Linked DNA regions of Zea mays: region 2 is linked to region 1. Evidence: chromatin contacts called from public Hi-C data. All regions are on one chromosome and are shown on one strand. Each heading gives the region's core, a stretch centred on a gene start, on an enhancer-like site or on the middle of the called end of the contact. The rest is flanking DNA. Distances are from core to core; before and after follow the strand shown. Region 1 holds the start of LOC103637093 (binding). Region 2 holds the start of LOC100280412 (trehalase1).

Region 1 (6,236 bases), core at 3,038-5,537:
TCCGCATGAGTTCTCTACGTACTGGCGCATGAACTAATCCCCACCCAACGTCTCGAGCTACTTTGGTATATACTTCAATTCGCCTCTAGAAGGAACCATGGTGTTCTTTGGCTCAAAAGTTATAACGCAAACGTCAATGTAATTCGAAAGCACTACTAGCGAAAACAAAATAACAAATCATGAACTTTGTTTGGTTTCTACGTTGTAATATACTCCTATGTTCCAAATTAGTATTCATTTTAGCTTTTGGTTTTTATGTCTATATTCAAATAAATGATGATGAATCTAAACATATGTGCAAAACACATACATCAATTATGGTATGAATCCAAAAGACAAACGATTTTTATTTTGGGACAGAGGGAGTAAATAAAAACCCTAGAAATTGTCATCAGAGGCAAGTTGTTACACGGAGCTCAACACACTGGCTATGTAGTATCGACACTAGGGCACACAAGGTACCTAAATGAAATAATCCAGGAGAATAGAGTGTCTGACGTTGTACAATATGTCTACTAGGTCATGATTACTCAAGCATAACTATACTTAAGATTTATATAAGTTTGGGTTGTTAGATGTGTAATACAACACGTCCACTTCTGATGGTGGGGTTTCTATAGCTTTGTAGTATACATAGTTACAATCCTCAAGCAATGATGATGGAAGTTCGGAAGAAACTAGGGACTAAAACAAGCTACTACGCTCTAGCTTTTGGCAGAGAGCTTACCTTAAAATCCCTTATGTGAAGGTTGGTTGTGTGCGATCTAAATAAATGTTTGCTTTACTACCCCTTTGACCGTTGACGTAGACTGCTCTTACCTACTGTTATGTGCATATCCTTGTGCCATGAGATATATATTTTATTTGTGTATAATGTTATGGACACTGCATAACCATGCGGTAAGGTATGTGTGTATCGCTACATTTAATGCATGTATGTTGAGGCCATCCCTGAGTGCCATCTGGGTCGTACTCTTTCCTCTGCTGGTATTGGCGCCCTTGTCAAAGGGCTTATGTGTCATGGTCACGATGCTCATAAATGGGTGCCCTTCCTCTATTTTTTTACCACTTTTATATTTGTACGCACATTATCTGGGTTTATTCAGTTGCCATACATTTGCTCTGAGTGCTCTCAAGTATTCCGCTAAATAAGGTGTATGCATGCATGCCCCATAATGTCATCCATCACACCTTTAATTTGATGTACCATATGCCTTTTTGCTAGAGAATTGTATCATATACTTTATTTATGCCAAACTCAAAGTGGTGCCCATGCTTTGGCCTTGAATGGTCTCCGACGGGCCCTCAATATCCGTACGACCCTTATGGGTTGAAGGTGTATGGCCCTTCGATCTCCTAACTTCACTAAGTGCCATGGGTCGTAGGGGTCACAGGGTCTTATCCATCTAACATATTGGGCACGTGGAGCCCTTGGGACTTCAGCGCTACGGGACCTTGGGCATGTGAGGCCTTGGCGGCCTACCAGCCATGTGCGCTACGGTGCGATGGCCCCCGAGGCCCTAACGTTTTGGAGCCTCGAGGTATAGGGCCCACGATAGGCCTTGCTTATCAGTTGTCCCGGGGCATGAGAGAGCCCTATGGTCCTGATGCCCAAGGGCCCTAGGACAAGGGGGGTTGTGGTCCTGATGGTCGGGCTCCTCAAGACTCGAGGAGTCCAAGTGGGCCTTACGAGCTAGTTGTGCCATGGCAAGAGGGGACCCTATGTTCCTATGGTGAGGGGCCTTAGGGTGCGAGCAACATTTGGTGGCGAGGGCCCTGGTGGGCTCTAAGCTGTCACGTGCATGAGGGGAACCCTATGGATGCCTTAGGAGTTCCAAATCGTTCTAGAACTCTGAGAGCAAGCCAAATAATTTTTACTCATGGCATGCACATCTTTTGACGAGATCATCATTGGTAGGGCCGTTCCGAGGGGCATGTGGGCTATGCGACCGTATAGGTCCCCCCAAAATCATAGGACCAAAAATTTATAACAATCTATATATATTATAAATAAGTAAATATTATTTTACATAATAGGCTAAACGTGATCTAGAATCGTAAGAATGTTGAAATCGATCGATTCTTCTTATTATTAATGAAGCTACTTCTTTGAAAATTTAAACAGTATTTAAGGTTATCAAAGAATATTCGATTTCTTATTTATCTGCAGTGTATTGCAGTCATTAGATAAAAAAGCTTGAAATCTTGTTGCCACCATCTTAAGGGCACACCTAAAAGAGAAGAACAATCTAATTCGATACAAGTGACCTATATGTGGAGTTGAGTTTCCTCTAGGATTTTATTCTACAAGAAAATGTGCTATATTGTCATTATGATTTTTAAAGCAACATGCGTATTTTCCTAATGCAACTTATGCAAATAGAGTTTTTTACTATTCATGTTATAATTACATCAGATGAGTGAAGTTTTTCTAAATTAAAGTTATTGAAGTCTTATTTGCTTTCTATAATGACACAAAAAAAACTTAATGCATTGGGTGTAATAGCAATTGACATTAAAATGCTGGAGAAGATTGAATTCTGTTGCAATAATTTGTCATTGTTATATTATGTGTATATGTATATATACTATTACTTAATATGTTTTGCTACATTTTGTACAATGCCTCCCAAAATACCAAGACGTCCCCTGCTCATTGAGTCGATAGTTGTCATGGATGAAAGGGGTCTCGTCCTTCTAATACTTGGTGATCGCTCCCTTGGCCCAACGGAGTTGGCTGTGGTTCTTGCGCCCTTACATGGCTAACCATTGCCGTCGCCATCATTCTTCCTGTATCGCGTCATTATGCCGGTCGAGCCACCGCGACTCGGCACGAAGATGAGACGTAGGAGTTCCCATTACATTGTCACCGTGTTCACGGCCAGCCATGGCAAGGTCATCAGGGATACCTCACTCGACGCTCGTTGCCGAGTTGCGAGTTGCGACTTGCGAGGGAGAAGTCATTAGGAATGAGATGGCGAAAGGAGCGGATGCTATATTTAGCTTATCTCACATCTTATCCCATTCCTTATTTCAAATCCCACTCTATGAAACGGTGCATTCTAGTGTTTGGCACAACCATATTTACGCTCCGGTGAGCACTGCCTAACGCCGGGTGAGAAGCGAGATCAAGTTTGTACAGGCACATAACTGTTCATGGCGTGATCTATTGCTGATTGGATCAACCAAACGTGAAACAATCTTATCCATTAACACCGTGAACCATTGAATGGCTAAAATGGCCCAACCAAACAACAACCACTGGACATCTTCAGGCGGTAGTTATACTAAAATAAAAATACCTACGGAGAACTTGTCCCACTGTCAAGTGCTTCGTGTACTGCGTCTGTGCAGGTTCCTACGGTACTGTACTAGTGTGGTGACAAGAACAACACAACCAACGGTAGTAAAGGCAGGCAGGCAGGCAGGACAGACCATAAGAACCTCGGACATTACGTTGTCGAACGACCAACTCTGGGTCTGGGTGAAGGACGCCAAATTTTCCGGGGCGCAAAGCAAAAGCAAATGCAAATGCAGAGGTACACCGAGGATCGCGAGGCCGTACCTTGACGGCATTGTAGCGGTGCGCCGCGGCTGCGCAGGCCGGGCAGAGGAGGCAGCAACCTTCGAGCACCCTGAGCGCAAGCACGACCTCGGAGTCCGTGGCGGGGTTCCTGAGCCTGGCGGCGGCGGGCTCCATGCCCAGCACCTGCGCCACCGTCAGCACCGCGTCCCCGGTCGCCTTGCGCAGGCTGTGCTCGAACAGCACCGGGATCACTGCAAAACCCAGCTCCGTTGGTTGGCACGAGCGATCAATCGAGAAGATGGAAGAGGGCAGAGCCGGGTCGACGACGACAGGTGAACGCGACGTGGGTGGGAACCTTGGAGATCTCGGATGGACTGGGAGTCGCGGAAGAGGCCCGCGTCGGCGTCGGCGTCGGCGTCGGAGGTGGAGCGGAGGGCGCGGAGGAGCGCGCGGAGGCCGCGCAGGCGCAGGAACGAGAACCCCGCGGCCGCGTCGCGGAGTCCGCACCGCAGCGACAGCGCCAGGTCGCGGTACATGCGCCGGCGCTCGGACGCCGTCGGCCGCCTTCCCGCAACAGCGGCTGCCGCCGCGTCCGCCTCTGCCGGCTCCATGGCTCCTGGCATCGCCCCGCCCGTGGCCCGCCGCGTCAGCGTCACGGGCTGGCTCCAGGCTGCGGTCTCCGCGAGGCGCGGCGCCAGTCTCTCTCGTTAAATTCCCGCGGCGTCTGCGGTGCGGCCGTCTTCGAGACGAGTGGGAGATCCTGTGTCGCGGTCGTGGACGCGCACGCTCACGCTTTTGCTTCTCTGCGGTGCCGGTGGGGTAGGGTGGCCCGTCTAATCGTCCGGGAACAGCGGGGCCCACCCACCTCCGCACCGCACCGCACCGTGCCATCGTCCGTGTGTAGGCTGTGGAACTCTGGAGTCTGGACACGCTTCAAACACGCGGACGGCACGTGAGAGTGAGACCGATATCGTCGGCTTCTTTGCGTAGCATGTATCAATGAGAATCCACATGTGTTCATACGTGTTAGAGTATCAGGTAAGATCTAATATGTGACCCAGTATATGGATTAGAATACGTTGTGACACAAATGCATATTTGCTCCTAAAAAAGCATAATTCCTATTTTCTAAACTAAGGATGAAAACGGATATTTATTCAAATATTATTTTTTTTGTCATTTTTCTTTGTTTACAAATAATTAGGATATAGAATATGTTATGAAAATTTATTTTCTTATTTTAGCATTAAGTTTGTAAAGATTTATAAAAGATAAACCTTAAATTTGTTATGTATCTTTTTAAATAATTGATATAAACTCAGATACAGATACATATTTAGATATTTTTTTTATCTTTTGTTATAGAAACCCAATATTTTATAGAACAATTTATGTAAAATTTTATTCTGTAATCATGTGCTTGATAATATAAGAAAATATCAGTATCAGATTTCATACATATATATTTTAAAATATTAAATTTGTTATAACAATTCGGATACCCACTTTCATCCCTAATTCTAAACACTCAAACGATTTTTAAATTGTACTCTCTCTGTTTGTTTTTATTTGATGCTGATTAGCAGAAAGTTGAACTGGGTGGGGGTGACGACAAATAAATAAAAACAGAAGTAGTACTAGTTATCAGATATGTTTTATAGTAATCTGCTTAACGTTATAAATATTAATACTATTTTATGTAGGCCCAAAGTTGAGTTGGCTAAAATATGAAATTTTCTATAGTATTCTTTTATGTAGGGAGTACCTGCTATGTGCTGACACCGCCGAAAATATGGCAAAGTTTCGTCGACCTAAAAAATCAGGTCTAAATTAATTTTAAAAATACATTTTATTAATCTAATAATATTTATTTAATATCTTAGACATTGATATATGGAGTACTAAACACGAAACAGTTTAGACATGCACCTAAAAAAACTGTTTCTCAATAATATAACGGCCCTATGAACATTGTTGTCTTGTTGAACCAGTTTTATGTCGATAGCCACATCGACGAGTCGTATTTACGCGCCGTTGTAGTGCCCAATGAGCGACTCTCGAATCTCGACTGTCGGTGCTGAACTCGATTACTCATCACTACTCGTCCTTCGCCGTTTACCTGTCTCAGGAGTAGTACGCAGAGTCGCTGGACGGTGGACGCTAGCCCAATTGACTGCTTCAGAATTTACAGCCTGCTTTCGATTGGATAATGATCAGCCCATTCCGTATTCAAGTTCCAAGCCCAAATGCAAATCCGATGCATGGGCCATGACCACCAATGGGCCTTCGCCGAGCATCGAGAAGCCTCCGCGCCCGCCGCACGCCGGAGGAAAGGAACTCCCCCCGTCCCCAAATTCCCAAAGACAGTACCGCCGAGAAGGACAGAGAGTCAGAGACTGAGAGACTGGAAGCGCCCGCGCGTGCCGGCGATGGAGAGGGACGTCGTGCTCTCCGCACCCGAGGCCGCTGGGTCCTCGTCCTCCCCCGCCTCCTCGTCGTACTCCTCCTTCGCCGAGACCAGGGTCATCTGCCGCGTGTAAGGCTTGGCTCTGCCATACGGCTTCTCCTCTCCTGCTGGCGCAAAGCATCGGGCCCTAGCGGATCTTGGTTCCTACCTGCTCGTGCTAATGCGTTATTCTATGTGCCGCTTGCTTGCAGGTGTCAGAAGCAGTTCGCGCAGTACACTTGCCCCCGCTGTAACGCCCGGTAC
Region 2 (5,700 bases), core at 2,310-4,809, 280 kb before region 1:
GTTCTTACACCTCACTCTATTAGAGTTGCTCTCCACGACCTCCCACGGGGACAACCACAAGAGCCATTTGCATTTCCTTCTTTAGAGCCACGCATAACCTTCATGTAGGTTCCATACGGAGACAATAAGCCATCAAAACATCTAGGAATCCATGGTGGATCAGGGAGCACGGTAGTGGGGGTCCGATCGAGGGTCTAGTCATGGTCATGGTGGGACGACCGAACCGGGGTGACCGACGGTGGGGCGGTTTGGTCAAGGTAGAAGCTACTCTGGCGAGCAATTCTGCCCCACGGGAGAGACTAGTTTGGTGCGTCGAGGGGTGCACTAGCTTCTACAGGTGATGGTGACTCCCTACAATCCTACACCAAGCGCTACAACATGCTTAGATGACTCAACGGTGTGGAGGTACAGTGAGTGTGCCGCCTAGCAACTCTGGTGGGCAAAAGCCTCACCGACGCGTGTTACTAGAATGACCCCCGGTCTCCGGAACCCACCGGTTAGAGAGTGCGCTAAGGAAAGGAGCCCCTGATCACTGGGGCCATTGGTCAGTTGGGAGAGGCAGGTACATCAACCCCAAAAGGGTCTGCCCCCGATCGAACCCCATAGCACCGAGCCAGGGATCGAGTGTGGCGGAACCCAATAAGGGAGGCTGGACGTATCGGAAGGAAACCACTCAAGTGGATCTCGCTCCTAGCGCCAAACTGACTCGCCATAAATAGTCGACCATATTTAACTATGCCTAGCACCGAGCCAAAGCGCGGCACAAGTCCGCTTCCCACTCATAACCTACGAGCCCCTCGGACTGTAGCACACTTATGGCCTATTGGACTAGTCCCGAGTACGCAGACCTCCCATAGGGCACTACACGATGGGTTGCGCCGAGCCCGAGCTATAGAGGCTAGTGATTGACGTAGCCATAAAGATGACGCCTGTGACCATCGCCGCCCCCACACCATCCGCCATGATAAATACGAAATAGCCAGGCAGTCCCGGGCCCCATGAGTACATGTGACTCCACCGGGGTAAAACACTGTTTTTACCCTTGCCCTGCGGCTCCTTCCCAGGGAAGCCACCACTGGCGGACCCCTTTCCTAAGTTTATAAAAAAAGAGGATGGCCTCAGGGCAGGGGGATCAAAAGGAGAGAGCTCTTAGGCAACCGGACGCCTTCAGACGGACATGAACCCACAAGGACAAACAGGAGGAGGAGCACCAGGAGGCCGGAGCTCCGCCAAGACAAGACTTAGCTAGGCCTCCACCCAACAGCTTCTAAGCATTACCTCCACCCCAATAAAGAGACTTGGGAGCCTCACCTCCCTCTCTTGACCACTTGTAACCCATACTACGAGTTTGATCATCAATGGTGTCGGTAGCGCAAGCCACCGATGACTGGAAGTAGGGACGTTCTGCCCGAACTAGTATAAACCTTGCGTCCTCCATGCACACCCTCCGAAGCCCATAACGCGGACAATAAATTTACTTGTCGGAGCGAGGTACGACACACCAGTAGTGCGACTCTAGGAACGGGTAAGAGGGCATATATATATGAGGCTTTACTGTGGGATAGCGGGCAGTGGAGCTCACCACGACGTCGGTGGGGCTTAACCGACTTGGACGAGACGTTGTGGTCGTGATGGCTCCAAGTTTGCACTAGGTAAAAGAGATAGCGAGGGCAAAGCAGAGGGGACGAGAGGAAAGGATAACCAATGCATTCGAGATACCTCTTGGTCGGTGGAACTTACTAGTTCAAAGGAACCGATGGGGGCACAACGACAGTGGTGGAACACGGCTTTGATGGCGGCGGTACTATGTGATGAGCATGGGTGTGGGTAGTTTGTTGGGATGCTGAGCGAATAGGAGTGAGGTGCGCACGTGGACTCCAAGTCTCCGTATTTGATGGGCGAGCGACGTGGGAGGGACGAGGTCGTGGGAGTGAGGCAACAGTTGCGGGCACGAGGCATTTATGCGAGTGCACGTGGAACCGTTGGGAGGGAGATGCTGACAGGTGGGTCCCGACGATCAGTGAGTAGGAGCGGAGAACGGACGCGTGTGGGGAGCGGCTGCGCCAACATGCGGGCCCTAGCGGCCAATGAGGCGGCTGTGCACGGGGTGAGGAGATGAGCCGGACGAGGGATTGGGGCGGAAGGCCGTGTGGGGAAGGAGTGAGTGGCTTTCCTCTTTTCTTTTTATTTTTTATTTAGCTTTTGGCTTCCTTTCCCCTTTTTGAATTCGAATTCAAATGTATTTCCAAGTTTTAAGTGTATGCATACCAAGATAACTTGACAACCGGAAATTAATGCTCCAACATGAGATGCAACAATCATAATCTCTCAAGGATTTTGTTTTATTTTTTAAGTATTGCCAAAATCATTCTCCCTTTTAAGAAAAGAGAAAAAGGAAAAAACGGTAACACCTAAATTTTAGGTGTTGAACAAAGAAATTGTTGTTTTCAAATATTCAGGGTTTTACAACTACCGTGTGCAAGATGTGTGGAGTCGGCTAGAGTCCATGGGGATCGACTTTGATCTAGAGACTCCGGTTCATTCCAAAGAAATATAAAGAGTTTTTTTTCAAAAGTTTTGATGCATCACTACGGTGGAAAAGATGGAAACTAGTGTGAAGTTTTTCTCATCGTTTCTCCTGTTTTTCGTTCATTCCGTCCTCCTTAAATTATGGTGGAATAAAGTTTTATTTTTATTTTTATTTTCATATTTTCCCTTTTTGGTTATGTCTCTGTCTTTTCGGTTTGGGTTACATATGTAGTGCAACTGCAACCGAACCAATTAGCCCAACCATACAACCATGCTAATGATGTGCCTCTATTTTGATGCGTACGTTATCTACTTAATAATCAAACAAATGAAATTACAATATGATAAAAAAAAGACGGGCTTTACCTATACATGTGCCATGCCATTTTCATTGAGAACTGTAACGTGGAGAACCTAGAAAGTTAATGGCTTCGTACAATGTGAGCTGGAAGAGAGGCATATGTGAATTAACTATATCCATGCTTCACATGTTTCACATATCCTAGATGCAGGTATCCACTGATGATATAGAGAATCTAATTCAAAGATGTGATTTAGACTCACTATTTATTTTTAATAGCATCTAGAATAGCACGTACCCACTACCCAGCGATGATATAGAATCTGATCCAAAGATGTAATTTAGGGTTTATTTAGAATCACTATAGTTAATAGTTAGCCAACTAATAAATTATTAGATGGGTTGAGCCTGCTAACGAATTATTGTTAGTTGTGAGGTAGAGCCACCAATTGGCCAAAGGCAATCCAGTTCCACATGCGACAAGACAAGACACGTGGAACCCAGCCTGTCGACCGGGGTCATTGGGGTAGGCGTTGCGAGGCTGCTACCACGACACGCGGAGGCCACTGCATGTCTGCACTGGCAAATGGCAATCTGGCATGCGGAGCCGAGCCGACGGTTCACAAAAACCAGCAGGCCGACGATGATATGTTGTTATGTGCCACTTGTCGAATCGACCGGTCCCCCCCACCACAACACCTTTTGCACTCCCCCACCCACCCACACACCACGCTACACCAGTAGGAATCGCGGGAGACGCTCGTCGTCCTCAGTCCTCACCGTCGTAACCGTCTTCGGACCTCCCACGCCAACGCGCTCGTCGTAGCCAGTAGCCCCACCAACACGTGCGGGTGCGGCACACCACGTAGGAGCTTCCTTTAAAACCTCGTCGGATGGCTGGGCTCCCGCCGCAACCCCAGCACGTCCACGCCCTCCCCCTCCTCCTCCTCGTCGTCCTCCCCTGCCTCATCCCCTGTCTCCGCGCGACGACCGAGATGGCGCCAACCGCCGCCACCGCCGGCGCATCCGACGAGGGCGCCAGCGCGCTGCTCGGGCTCCTGCAGCGGGTGCAGTCGGAGGCGCTGCGCACGCTGGGGCCTCACGACTTCGACCCCAAGTTCTACGTCGACCTGCCGCTGGCGACCGACGAGCGCGCCGCGGCGGCCGCCCTTGCGGCGCTGCCGCGCCCGTCGCCGTCGCGGGCGGAGCTAGACGACTTCCTGTCCCGCTACTTCGGGGACCCCGGGTCCGATCTCGTGGCGGACGTCCCACCGGATTTCGAGCCCGAGCCGCGCGGGTTCCTGCCCCACGTCCACAGCCCCGAGGCGCGGGCGTGGGCGCTGGAGGTGCACGCGCTGTGGAAGCGCCTGGCGCGGCGGGTGGCGCCCGACGTCGCGGCGCGGCCGGACCGGCACACGCTGATGCCGCTGCCCGGCAGGGCCGTCGTGCCGGGATCCAGGTTCCGGGAGGTATACTACTGGGACTCCTATTGGGTCATCAGGTACCCCTTCTCCTGCCTGATCCGCCCCCGCTCGCTTGGTTTCATCGCCGCTTTGCTCCTTACTACTATATTTAAGTTTTGGACGAAATGGTAGTTCTAGATCACCCACCGGATCACGTACAATAATCCGTGGTTTTTTTTCCATTGGGGTTTGGGAGGGGCAAATTGATGAATCCAGGTCCTGTCGTCCTGACATGGAGTTCGATAGTACGTGTTCTTCTCCCGTTAGTTGTCGCTGCTGCGGTCCCACATGTAAGGCAATGTCTCGATTTTCATTTGTGTCTTCCTGCGTTCATTGTACGCTTTGTCATCACCTTGTCTGTTCTGTTCGTCGTATGCTTCGTCATCGCTGTCTCTTGTGTTCGTCGTGCGCCTTTTGTCATCTCCATACAGGAGTTAAAGACTGTGTACGCCTGACTTTTCTATGGGTGCTGGCCGCCGTGCTGTGGGCTGTGGCCTTGGCATTGGAATTAGTTTTCTGAAAAAGAGTCCTTGCTTTTATCTGTCCTAGTTCCTACTGATCTGTTATATGGCTGTTAAATTTTTTTTGTACCTACTGTATAAGCTACTCGCACTGACCCAATGATCTGTTATATGTCTGTTAATTTTTTTTGTACCTACTGTATAAGCTACTCGCACTGACCCAAATGGACATCGGGAACGAACTAACACCCATTCTTGTCGTTTTTCTTTCTTATATCGCGGTATGGCTCAATGCAGAGGATTGCTGGTGAGCAAAATGTACGACACGGCAAAGACTATTGTGCTTAACCTTGTATACCTGTTGGAAAAATATGGTTTCGTTCCAAATGGTGCAAGATCCTACTACACTAACCGAAGGTGATAATTCTATCTGCGGCAGATTGATCTTTAGTTTGCATCTAGAGCCTGAAATATGTACAGGATGGTCTATGTATAATGTCTGTCTAAAGCTATATGCTTAGCTTCATGATAAGATTAGAGGGTTGATTGAACACCATTTGACAGCTCCTACTAGTTGTATGTAACCTATTGCTAAGACCAAAGAGGTCGTCATCGTCTGATAGATGCCTTCTCTCTGCAGCCAACCACCACTTTTGAGCTCCATGGTTTTAGAAATATACAGGGCAACTGGTGATGTGGAGTTTGTTAGGACAGTATTCCACTCTCTGCTTAAAGAGCATAGCTTCTGGATGTCAGGTACCCCATGAAGGCAGCAACAGTTTCAGATTTATTTGGTATGTTTTCACATGATTGAAAGCAAGGTAAAACTAAATTGTTTCTGTATGCAGAGATTCATAATGTTGCTATAGCAGACAATCATGGTCGGGTCCATAATTTATCTCGGTATCAGGCCAGGTGGAACAAACCTAGGCCTGAAAGTGCGACA

What was found. Hi-C and Micro-C count contacts between places; a contact is called where the count stands out from the background.
Region 2: a Hi-C map of tassel shows a contact between it and region 1, with 5 times the contacts expected there. The contact joins the promoter of LOC100280412 here to the promoter of LOC103637093 in region 1. A contact is called at or near these places in 3 of 25 Hi-C or Micro-C datasets (bundle sheath, ear and tassel).

Annotation. Positions count from the first base shown.
Region 1 is chr1:80,545,166-80,551,401 of Zm-B73-REFERENCE-NAM-5.0, reverse strand. It overlaps LOC103637093 (binding), which reads right to left and starts at 4,287. Exons shown (of 5, transcript XM_008659365.4): 1 at 3,882-4,287; 2 at 3,566-3,777. The coding sequence starts at 4,149. LOC103637084 (zinc finger HIT domain-containing protein 2) reads left to right here and starts at 5,773. Exons shown (of 5, transcript XM_008659354.1): 1 at 5,773-6,062; 2 at 6,185-6,236. The coding sequence starts at 5,773.
Region 2 is chr1:80,823,849-80,829,548 of Zm-B73-REFERENCE-NAM-5.0, reverse strand. LOC100280412 (trehalase1) reads left to right here and starts at 3,559. Exons shown (of 11, transcript NM_001361071.1): 1 at 3,559-4,331; 2 at 5,052-5,171; 3 at 5,395-5,510; 4 at 5,603-5,700. The coding sequence starts at 3,724.